Linked DNA regions of Ovis aries: region 2 is linked to region 1. Evidence: chromatin contacts called from public Hi-C data. All regions are on one chromosome and are shown on one strand. The core of a region is the stretch at or near the end of the contact, and the rest is flanking DNA. Distances in the headings are between cores, read along the strand shown. Region 1 has its middle 34 kb from the start of SYNM. Region 2 overlaps IGF1R (insulin like growth factor 1 receptor).

Region 1 (5,491 bases), core at 1,833-4,332:
AGTGATGCTAGGCTTTCAGTTGTTTTTAATAGGCGATTTGGCTTTTAAAATGTGAACTCATGTAAAACATTGTGTGAGGCCAAGCCATCATATGATGGGTTGCATCTGTGGTTTGCATCTCCTGTTCTCAGGACCCTGCTCTTGCACAGGGCGGAAGCTCAGATATTTGTATCACTAAATGTTTGAGTGCTTGTTTAAATGGCTTTTCCAGAACCTAAGAAACACCTTCCCAAAGATCCACTTAGGCCTCCACCTCCTGAAAACATAAAATCACTCCCATTTTTGAAATGGCAATATCTTCAGGGTCCACCGCCGTTTCTCTGTCTTAGTCTCAGTTCAAACCAGTATGAGTGATGTGGCTGCCAACACTTGGCAGTCTTTGGGGAAAGCGGCTCGTCCGGGCTCCTGGCCTCAACAGGGGGTGTGAACTGGAAAGGGGGGCAGTGCAAATCAGCCCGGTGTCCCCACCAGCTCTACAAACCTCCCAGGGCCAATACTTGGAAGGGGTAGGCGTCTGAGGCCACTTGGAGGAAGGGGTCCCCACTGCAGCCCAGGAGCTGTGCCGCCTGCCATCCTCGTGGGATGGGAATGCGGATGGGGATTGGGAATGTGTCCCCGCCCCTCCCCCATCAGTAGGCAGCCAACAGCAGGTGGGCTTGGGTTCCGGCGCAGGGGTGGAGGCCTTCCCACTGCTTCCCAGCCCTGCCAATGATGGAGAAAGGTTGGTTGGAGAGTAGGAAGCTACCTCCTCCCCTTCTTGCCTGTTACCCTTGGCCTGGGGTGACCATAATTTCACATCAGTAAAGCAGCGGGATCCTTCAAGCTGTTCCCAGTGACTTCTCAGTTGACACCAGGCAGATCACTGAACATTTTTTTTTGATGATTCAGTCTCTTATCTGTACCGCAGGTGTAATAATAGCATCTTCAGAGAGTCATGTGTCACAGACTTCATTAGCATTTCCAAAAGCCGGTGAGCTTCTTAGGGGGAGAGATGGCTTACCCCACCCTCCACCCCGCACCACTCCATGCAACCCCGATCCCCCTACGTGAATGTCTCCCTTTTCTGGTAGCAGAATGGGAGAAATGCTTTTGAGAAGCATGCTTTCGATGATGCATTAATACTTCACACGACTGTCAGTGTTTCTCAATGCAGTTTATCTTTCCATGTGGGTTTCTCCAAACAGAGCTGGCAGCTTTTTTTTGCTCCCCAGACCGATCTCAATTCCAATTCCAGCCTTTGTCTGGTTTCTTGCACGTGGTCTAAACACATAACCTCACAAACATGGGAACGAACTGGTTTTTCATTATGTAGGAGGGTCTTCACCAGGTAAGGGAATGTGGACAGCCTAACGTTCTGTAAGAAAAAAACCGTTCTAGAGACTTTTTTTTTTTTTCCAGAGTCATCTTCATTAATATTAAAAGACTTTTGCTGCCACTTTAAGAGATGAAGCTTTGTAACATGTCTGTAACTAGTGCAAAACAAATTAATTTATTGCAGGTAGGTTCCTAACAGCGGAACAGGGGAAACTTGGTTACACGTCCACCCTTCCAGCAGGTACACTGGAACTGACTCTTTCTCCTGTGGGAATCTGAAGGCAAGACAAGGGCTCCTGACCCCAAGAAGAAAGGAGCAAGGTATTCTCCCATCTCCTCTAGGAACCCACAGAAGCAAAAGACATAGGCATTAGGCACAAGATGAGGATCTGGTTATTCCATATTCTTTTGTTATTCTCCAAATATTCTTGGCCCTACATTCACAAGAGTGGGGGCATTGGGGGGAGGGGCATGGGAGTTAGGCATGGGGTCCATCCTCATGTGCTTCCCAGCCCCTGGTGACCGAGAGTACAGAGGTGGGCCTCAGCCAGCAGGGGTCAAGAGGCCAGCCAACTCTAGGCAATCGTTATTCGTTAGATCATGGTAACCAGCCACTGGGGCTCCCCAAACATTGACTAATGAAAACACAATAGTCCAGTGGCCAGCCCAGCTCTGATCAGTCAGATGTCCCCTCTGACTGGTTGGTACCTGTGCCTTCTGGGTTATTCAATATTTTCACAGTTACCCCGTCCATGGGCAAGGAAGACGCTAACAGGTCCCAGTCATCCATGTGCATGAACTCATTAATTTTCATACAGCTTCCCTCTGTAGGGAAGGAACTGTTAACATGCCCCATTTCACAGGTGAGGAAACTGAGGCTCCAATTACATTATTTGAGATCAGTTAACCAGCTAGATAGGGAGGATTCTCCTCTGGGAGGCACGATTCCAGGCTGACTCGCTCATCTTTGTGTTCCCTGGCACGGAGGGAGCGCTCAGTAAACAGTTCCCGGGTGAATGAACAAAAGAGTAGATGGCTGGATGGTTGTCCAAGGGCCCACACTACATCTCATGGTGATGCCTTCTCGGGGAATAAGGGCCCTTTTGATTTCTCATATTTTGCCTCCTCTTCCAGCCCCTGATAACTGAGCAGCCCAGAACAAAGCAGGCTGGCAGGGGAGCCAAGCTCACATAGCGCCCTGCCCTGGGCTAAGAACGATATGCCTCCTTCGCCACTATGGCCTCCACTCAAGCCCCCATCACCCCTGAGGTTCCCGTCACCCTGCCACAAAGGGTGCGGCATCAGCTCTGTCCTCACCAGCTGGGTGTCCTGGACCAAGTCTCTGAGTCTCCACTTCCTCATCTGTAAAATCGGACAAATAATACAGCCTACTGTGCAGACGGGATGAGCCCAGGTTTCCCTGGGGTTCAGCATGGTGATCCTGACAAAATAGCTGCAATTTCAGGAAATGTCTCGCAGGATGTGTGTAGGGGGTTCCCTGTGCCAGTCTCTCTACTTTTGAGTTTTTGGAAGTTTCCTACTATTTTTTAAATAAAGGGACCCATACGAGTACCGCAAGGACGCATTAGGACTTATTTCTAAGGGAAAAGGAGGTGGACATCCCCGAGGGCTCCGGCATGTCTGGAAGGGCTGGAGAGGGTGGGGCATGGAACCCTGCAGAAAAGCCACTGTTTCCTCCCTGAGCCCAAGAGGTTTGCCAAGCTCTCCGCAAACAGAAGTCCTGCCTCGAGGTTCCAAGCTGAATCCACTAAACCAACAATGAAAGCCCCATTGTTGGGAATCCAGAAAAGCAAAGGGTGTGATAATGAGAATGTCCTCATTCATCTCTTATCCCGCCTGGGTTTAAAACGCGTTCTTTCATCCCCACCCACTTCCCCAAGCCACGGCTCTCAGACCCCTCCTCTGCGACCCACAGGACCCCGCCATCACCTCCTGCAGGCATGACTTTCTCCTTGGTTCTTTTTTGACCCCAAACATTCACTCCCTTTCTGGGCTCCGTCCCGTCTCTGCTGGCCCGGATGGCGCTTGACAGGACTTGCAGGAGGCGCTGGGCTGGCATGTAGTGCTCTTCATTCTTTCCGAGGTGATGATAGGATTGCAGTTGGCCCCATGACTTGCCTTGTGACACAGGGTTAGCTATGTAACTTGTTTTTGCTGATAAAACATGAGTGAAGATGAAGCGTGTCACTTCCAGGCAGGAGCTTTAAGAGCCAGCACACCGCGAGCCAAGCTCTTCCCCTCGGTCGTGCAGCTGGTAGCATCAGCTGCAGCTCCTCTGCTGACCTGTGTCCTGGAATGAGGCTGACTGACGCGGGGCGGAGCCCCCAGACGCCAACAGTGGGATGAGCATGACTGGGAGATAAATCCTTTTTCTTTTGTGCCCCTGAGGTTTGGGGACTGCTTGTTACCAAGGCGGGACCTGTCCGGAACTGACTGATGCAGAGTGGGCAGGCGACTGGAAGAAGAGCACAGGTCACGGCTAAAGGCTGACGACTGAGCCTCCCCTCCAGGAGCTTGTGAGATACAGCAGCAACGGTGGACAGCAGAGCAGCACAGCCTCACAGGGGGGCCTCTTCAACAGCTGTCACCGCCCTGGTAGAAAGACTTCAGAGGAGACAACGTGGACACTGACTGAACATGGTTGGGCTGTGAGACAGGCTGGCTTCATTTTATCTTACCTCTACCAGCTGAGGTCACTGTCCCCTCCCTGCCCTTGGGGTTTGCTCCCAGGCTCACATCAGTCCCCACCCACCCCCACCACCAGGCAGGAACTTGGCTAATCCTTTAAGATCCCAGATCATGATTGAAACTGTGTTAGCCACTCCTGCCCAACTCTTTGTGACCCCCATGGATTGCAGCCCACTAGGCTCCTCTGTCCATGGGATTCTCCAGGCAAGAATGCTGGAGAGGGTTGCCATTCCCTTCTCCAGGGGATCTTCCTGACCCAGGGATTGAACCCAGGTCTCCTGCATTGCAGGCGGGATTCTTTACCAGCTGAGCCACCAGGGAAGCCTGATTCAAGCACATGTATTGCACTATTTATCCAAGAGTTGATCCAGTCCTCTTTCTACCCATGCCTTCCACCTCTCATGTAATGAATATATAAATTTTCAAATGCTTTTGGTCTGCATTTTTATAAATTCACATAGAGAAAGATGCCGAAATTCTAAGTGTACAATTTAGCAAATTATCAGCAGCCCACGACTCCTATAATTATCGTTCAGTTGCCATGCCCTCCACCAGGGGATCTTCCTGATCTAGGGATCTGAGGCATGGATTCTTTACTGGCTGAGCCACCTGGGAGCCCTTGGTAAGTTCTTGCAGGACGCTACATGGTTGTAACTTCCAGCTGAGGCCCAGAAGTCCATGGAGGCTGTATTCCTCAGTAATGAGCACAAAACCAGTTACATGACTCTCAAAACTGGGAGCCACTTGAGAGTCTAGAAGGACTGAGCTACTGGATATCAGAGATCTGTAAAGAAGGTCTCTTTGGAGAAGACTGAGCTGACAGTACCCACACCCACCCAAGAAGGGGGAAGTGCAGCTGCTGCTTCCTTCCTTTCATCAAGAGAGACAGGCTTCCAAGAGACCATGTGGCGTGCTTGACATGAGTCCCTTGCCATAAAGGGGACCCAGTGGACTGACTGCTCAGGAAATCTTGAGCACAAGAAATCAAACTCTGGTAGGATTGTTTAATTAATGATCTATCCTTGGAAAAACTACCTAGACCAAGGACTAAGTTCAGCACAGTGCCTGGCACACACAGGGTGCTCTCTGTCCACCATAGTGGTCTTGGTGATTATTCTTGCCCATGGATGTGAGGCTTGGTAAAGGGGTAAACCCCTCCAGGAGAAGGTTTCACTGCTTCATGACTGCTTATTGGATAATCTGGGGCTGGGTCTTGGTTCTTGAACTTCCCTGGTGGCTCAGACGGTAAAGTGTCTGCCTGCAATGTGGGAGACCCAGGTTCGATCGTCAGGTCGAGACGATCCCCTGGAGAAGGAAATGGCAACCCACTCCAGTACTCTTGCTTGGAAAATTCCATGGATGGAGGAGACTGGTAGGCTATAGCCCATGGGGTTGCAAAGAGTCGGACATGACTGAGAGACTTCTCTCTCACTCTTTGTTAGTTCTCGGAGAGCTGTCATTACAAGCA
Region 2 (5,626 bases), core at 2,202-4,701, 390 kb after region 1:
GCACCTTTTCTTTAGCCTATTGATCCCTGCAAGTTTTCCTTCTGCTTGAGGATACACTTTTTCCCCCAGGTTGAGCAAGTGATATAGATAGAGGGGAGAGCTAGCAGGAGAGTTCAATTAATTTTTATTAGGAATTATTACATGACATGATTACCTGTCAGTTGTGTGTTAACTAAAAGTATTAGGCACTCAAGTGTAGCTGAAATTAAAGTGTGATTTTTATTTGCAAAAATATTTATGACGTATTTCTTATTATCTGAATCTTGTGTGTAGCCTGAAGCCCCAGTGGGGTCTTCTTACAGATAGATGCATATCATCTTTTAGGTGTGTGGGCCACTTCCAGGCTCAGCGAAGCTTCAGGCCTCGCTTGATCTTCGTACTTTATTTGTCAGGGGATGGCAGTGGTGAGCCTGCTGATCGTCAGTAGCCCTGGTAGCCCTGAGGAGACTGAGCGTCCAGCCGTGGATTTCTTCCTGCCGTTGCTGGGGGCCTCTCTCTCTAGCTGGAGCACTTGGGAACCGAGCTTCTCTTCACAAGAGCTGTGTTCCTTTGACTGCCTTCCTCACCCATGACCAAAATGGTCTGGGGAACCTTGCTTGTGATGAGTGCCCCTGCGTCTGGCTTTGGATCGGGTGTGACCAGTAGCAACTCAATTCTGTATTTCTCCTCCTCAGACTTAGGAAGGAGGTTAGGTCCAGCCTCTTCACCTGCTCCTCTCACTCCTATAGGAAGAGTCACACAGATACAGAGAACAAATGCGGGGTTACCAGCAGGGGAGGGGGAAAGGGGTGGGGAGTATAAGGATAGGCGATTAGGAGGTACAAACTATTACGTATAAAATGAGCTACAGGAATAAAATGTACAACACAGAGAACATAGCTGATCTTTTAGAATAACTACAAATGGACTATAACCTGTAAAAACTGTGGGGATTTCCATGGTGGTCCAGTGGTTAGGAATACAGGGGATGCAGTTTTGATCCCTGGTCACGGAATTAAGATCCCACAAGCCACGTGGTGTGGCCAAAAAAGTGAACCGTAAAAACTATGAATCACTATATGTACACCTAAAACTACAAAGAATGCACAGTAAACTTTAAAAAGAGCCAATCTTCCACTCAAACCTTAAAAAAGAAGGGAAAGGAAGAGTCAATGAATGCCAGCAGTGCTGAGTGAACTTTGCAGAGAGCCACAGGGAAAGAAAAGGAGCATGCCATGGGCATCACAAAGAGTCCGATTTCTGATGAAGAAAGATCAGACAGGCTTCTGAGAAGAGGTGGCTTTGGAGACGGCCTTGGGGGGTTTCCGGAAACGCTCAGAGAGCAGAGGGTGAAGAAAGGCGTTTCAGGCCAGCAGCAGCAGAGGCAACGAGCTGGGGCGTCCTGGGACCTGTTTGGCAAAAAATGCTGGAGAGGTAGGTGGCATTAGGATTACGTAAGCTGCTATGCATCCAGGTGTGGAGGTTCTAATTTGGATAGGCAGTGGAGCCTACTCAGGACGTTTGAGTTACCCGAGTGTTAGTAGAACCTTTCACTTCCATGTGCTTTTGCTGTAAGCCAGGATGACTTTTACCCCAGGGGTTCCCACACTTTGCAATATATAAGAGTCATCAGGGGCTTTTAAGGAATCCTGATGTGCAAGCTGTAGTCCATCCCAATTCATTCAGAACCTTTAAGGGTGGGATCCAAGCATCAGTGCTTTTCTAAAGATTGCCAGGTAATTTCAGTGTGTGGCCAAATTGGAAACCGCTGCTTTACCCCTTTATTTCTTCTTCTCATAAGCATGTCCCCAAACTTTGATTTTTTGCCTAGATATTTTCTTGTCCCACTGTTGTCTTAAAGTATGATTTTTCTTATACCTCTCATGACCAAATAAGTGCTTCCACTTGGTCCACTGGGAAGAAAGTTTTACAGCCTTTTGTTTTGATGCTGGACAGACAGATTGGTAGTACATACATCCTTTTTATGTCTCACCCTTTGCTTTCCAAACTGCAACTGAGACCTGTCCCCAAATGTCTCCTGAGTAGCCCAGACTACAAAGTCAAGTCCAGAATGTGAAATTCAAGAGCGTTACCTGGAGTAGACCTCTTATTCCTCACTCAGAGTGAGCTGATTCTAGAATCTGACGTCCAGGACCGTGATGGACACGGCAAAATCACATGGGAACAGGTGGCAGGGCTGCTTGTCTCTGGATAAAGGGGCCAGACAACATAGGCAGTCTAAAGTTAAGCCAGCAGAATTCAGGTGGCCAGCACTTCCTTGAGGACATCACTCTGTGTAAGGTGGTGTGTTTCTGGAGCCTTAGACATGAAGACCAAAGTTCTGCTGTTTTGGAAGGAAGTGAATTTTGGAATACACATGTACAAGATTTCTATGAAATGGCTAATTTGTAAGCCCTTGAAAAAGAAGATATTTCTGTTATCTGAAAAAATTTTGAACAACCCTGTTTTGTGATAGCATCAGATAAATGAGTTAAAATCTCAGATTTGTTGGTGCCACCTAGGATAGTCGCCCTGAAAAGAATAAGAGTTAGACGGAGGTGGTGGGTTATAAGGATCGGAGTCTTGGATGCAGTCAGGCGTCTCTACTCAAGTCTCTACCACTCGGCTTTGCAACGCTCTGTGCTTTGTCCTATCTTCTTGCAACTCTAAGATTAGGTTGCAACATGGCTGTACTTTAACACGTCTTTGGCACTTCCAAAAAATGTACACTCAGTCGTGTGACTCAGCAGTTCCAGGATCTACCCCAGTATCTACCCAAGAGAAACGAAAACATGCCCCCACAAGACTCATAGGCGTATTATTCATGATACCATCCCCCCTCGCCCCACAGCAAATAAAAGCCCCACTGGAAGCAGTCCAAATGTCCATCAGCAGATGAGTGGATAAATAAAACGTGGCGCAATGGGCTCCTGCCCAACAATAGTGTCACAACAGGAGTGAACCTCAGAAACATCAGGTTCAGTGAAAAAAAGCCAGACACGAGAGACTCCACGTTGTAGATTCCATTAATGGGTGATTTCTGGAAAAGGGAAAACTGTGGAGACAGAAAGCCGTGAAGGGCTGGGGGTGGAATCAGAGGTTGAGCACCACTGGGAACGAAGAGCTTTGGAAGTGCTGAGAGCGAGGAGGGGTGGAGAGGCTCCGACACTGCCTCGTGGGGATGGCTGCACCCCTGTGTGAGTTTACTGAGCTCCGGAACTGTAAAAGCTTACAATGACTGGATTTTTTGGGTAGATAAATTATACCTCAGTAAAGCTGTTTTTAAAACACTCAAAGAGGAAACATTTTTAGAGTATCTGTTTGGTTCTAGAGACACGTGAATATAAATTCCTACCCTTGCTGAACCCCTGAGGCTGGTGTAAATATTGAACTTCGGAGGAGATTTGGACGTAGTCGAAAGCAGTCTGTTGCAAACGACGGATTAGAGGCAGCCTCTGTGCAAAGACCAAGCCCTCCATCGGCTGCGGAGTGCTGGAGACAGCCTCCATGTGCTGGGTTCTGATGCCCCCTAGAGACCGCAGGGAAGAGGCTGCGGTTTTTTTCTCTGAGAAATAAAGGGAATGGTGATTGCTTTTTTCCAGTCTGTCAGTGAAGTTTGGAAACGGGGAGAGTGTTCATTCCTGCCCCGCCCTCCCCCCAGCCCCATCTGTCCCAGCTGGGGAGAAGCTGAAGAAATGCTTTGCCTAGAGTTGCTGCCTAGTAAGACTGGAGATGACGCTCCAGCCCTGGACCTGGCGTTGTCTTCTAAGTACGAGGAGAATCCCCAGCGCTGTACCTTCCTCTGCTTCCTGGTCCTTCCTGCCCTTCATCTGAGCAGGCGGGGAGGTGGTGGTGGTGACAACTCAGAGGAAAGAGAGCCCTGAGACTGGGGCCATACAGAAAACAGGCGTACAGTATGCGCTGGGCATGTAGAATGTTGATGCAGGTAATATGTGGATGTCTTCAAGGAGATAACCTCCCATGGGGGCCCCCCCTCCAAGCATAGGAACAAACATTTTTTGCAACGATTAAGAAGAGCTAAGGACAGGACACTAACACAGATAAAATCCAGGCACCACGGAGTCTGCGTAAGGGACAGAAAAATAACCAGATAGTTTTTAAAAATACATTTTGAATGTGAAGGCAGTCATCTTAGAAACAATTAGGAAATCACATTTATGGAACAATTGAGTTAAACAGCCAGTTCCTTTAGGAAACAATAAAATCTAAGTGTGTTTATGTGAGTGTTGAAGATGTGCAGACAAGTTTCTGCCTTTTCCTACCTCTTAATCCTCACCTGATCTTGGCAGGAATGTGAGGGCAGTGGGGCGCCAGCTGTGGCTGGGAAAACAAGAACAGTATTGACGGGCAGCTCGTGAATGGCTTGGTTATTATTGTGAGGAGGGTTTTATTTTTATTTTCTGTCGCTTACTCCAGCTCCATAACGACCGGGTTTTATTGATATTGGTATCCTGGCTCCAGGCCTTCTCAGTGTTGTTAAAAAATGTTTATGTTTACTGTAGAAAGATAATCTCGCTTTTCAAAGTGATTAATCACATACACAGAATTTCAGTGTGCCTGCCATTCATTTGTCAAATTCCTGATTTATAATTCATGCTCCCTCCCCTGGGGAGAAGATGTTTTGTTCAGAAGGTATTTTCGGTCGGGTTATGTTCCCTGCTAGTGAAATTAGTTTACTAAAATAAAAGCCTCATCTTAGGTTGAGTCAGAAGTTTGACCTGGGTAATTGGCCTTTACTCCCGGCTCAGAGGTTTCTGCACCAACAAGGAGATTTTGTCCCTAGCGGTTCCGACCTGGGCGCCTGGGAGCCGCCAGACCCACAGGGTTTGTGTTGACACCTCAGAGCATCCTTCAGAGCTGGGACTAGCCCGACGGCCCGTAATGGCAGGCATCCGACTCCACCTGCGGACACCCCTCCTCCAGGCAGCGGCCCCAGCAGCCTGGCAAGGGAGGATCAGACACAGGGAGGAGGGGCATGGGGAACACCCGCCCGCACACGTGGCCTTGTGTTGCCTAGCCTGAGCCTCGGTTCCTTTGGACAATATTTCACATCCATTTTCCAGCATATTCCTATGTTGGGGAGCAAGCTCTCGCTGGAAGAAAAGGATTTGTTGGCCTGACCATTTCTGCCGCCTGACTGGGTGGCCCTGGATGTATCTGAGGCCTCAGGTGGGTCTGAAAGGAGCCCCTCTTGGCCCCGAGCTGCCGCCTTTGGGCCCGCGGGCTCCCTGTGCCCCTCATCCACCCCGGCCCCGCGGGGTGCAGCCCAGGGCTCCTGCGGGGCTGGGCCTCAGGCTGGGGCAGGTGCCCCCTGGGCGCGGCAGGCCCGCAGGGCGCTCGGGTGACGCCGTTCCTCCGCCTGCTGACCCGTGAGTGACGGATGGAACTGCAGAAAGAGCTGAGGACCTGCGTGCGTGCGCGCAGCTCATGGACCGCACTGCTCGTCCTGGACCCCGTCTCGGAATGCCCCGGGAACTCCGGGGGAGACGGGGAGACGTGTGGGCGGGACCCGGGCTTCCGCTTAGCTTAGCCTGTGGGCTGACTGGCGGGTCGAGGTCCAAACCTCACCGGGCGCCAGGAGGTGCCCAGCGCACCCCGCCCCAGGGCAGAGAAGCGCTCTGGGCTT

What was found. A called contact is a pair of places that touch in the nucleus more often than the background predicts.
Region 2: a contact with region 1 is called in a Hi-C map of hypothalamus, with 4 times the contacts expected there. The contact joins two enhancer-like sites. A contact is called at or near these places in 7 of 16 Hi-C or Micro-C datasets (hypothalamus, mesenteric adipose tissue, muscle and 3 more).

What each region holds. Positions count from the first base shown.
Region 1 is chr18:7,061,664-7,067,154 of ARS-UI_Ramb_v3.0, forward strand. No RefSeq gene overlaps it. Among named protein-coding and RNA genes, the nearest start is that of SYNM, 34 kb to the left of the region's middle. Within about 2 kb of position 3,083, at least 10 of the 54 cell types and tissues checked have an H3K27ac peak or open chromatin away from gene starts, as enhancers often do. A contact at or near this core is called in hypothalamus, where this site is marked.
Region 2 is chr18:7,447,055-7,452,680 of ARS-UI_Ramb_v3.0, forward strand. The region is part of intron 5 of IGF1R (insulin like growth factor 1 receptor); the gene reads left to right. Among named protein-coding and RNA genes, the nearest start is that of PGPEP1L, 130 kb to the right of the region's middle. Within about 2 kb of position 3,452, at least 24 of the 54 cell types and tissues checked have an H3K27ac peak or open chromatin away from gene starts, as enhancers often do. A contact at or near this core is called in hypothalamus, where this site is marked.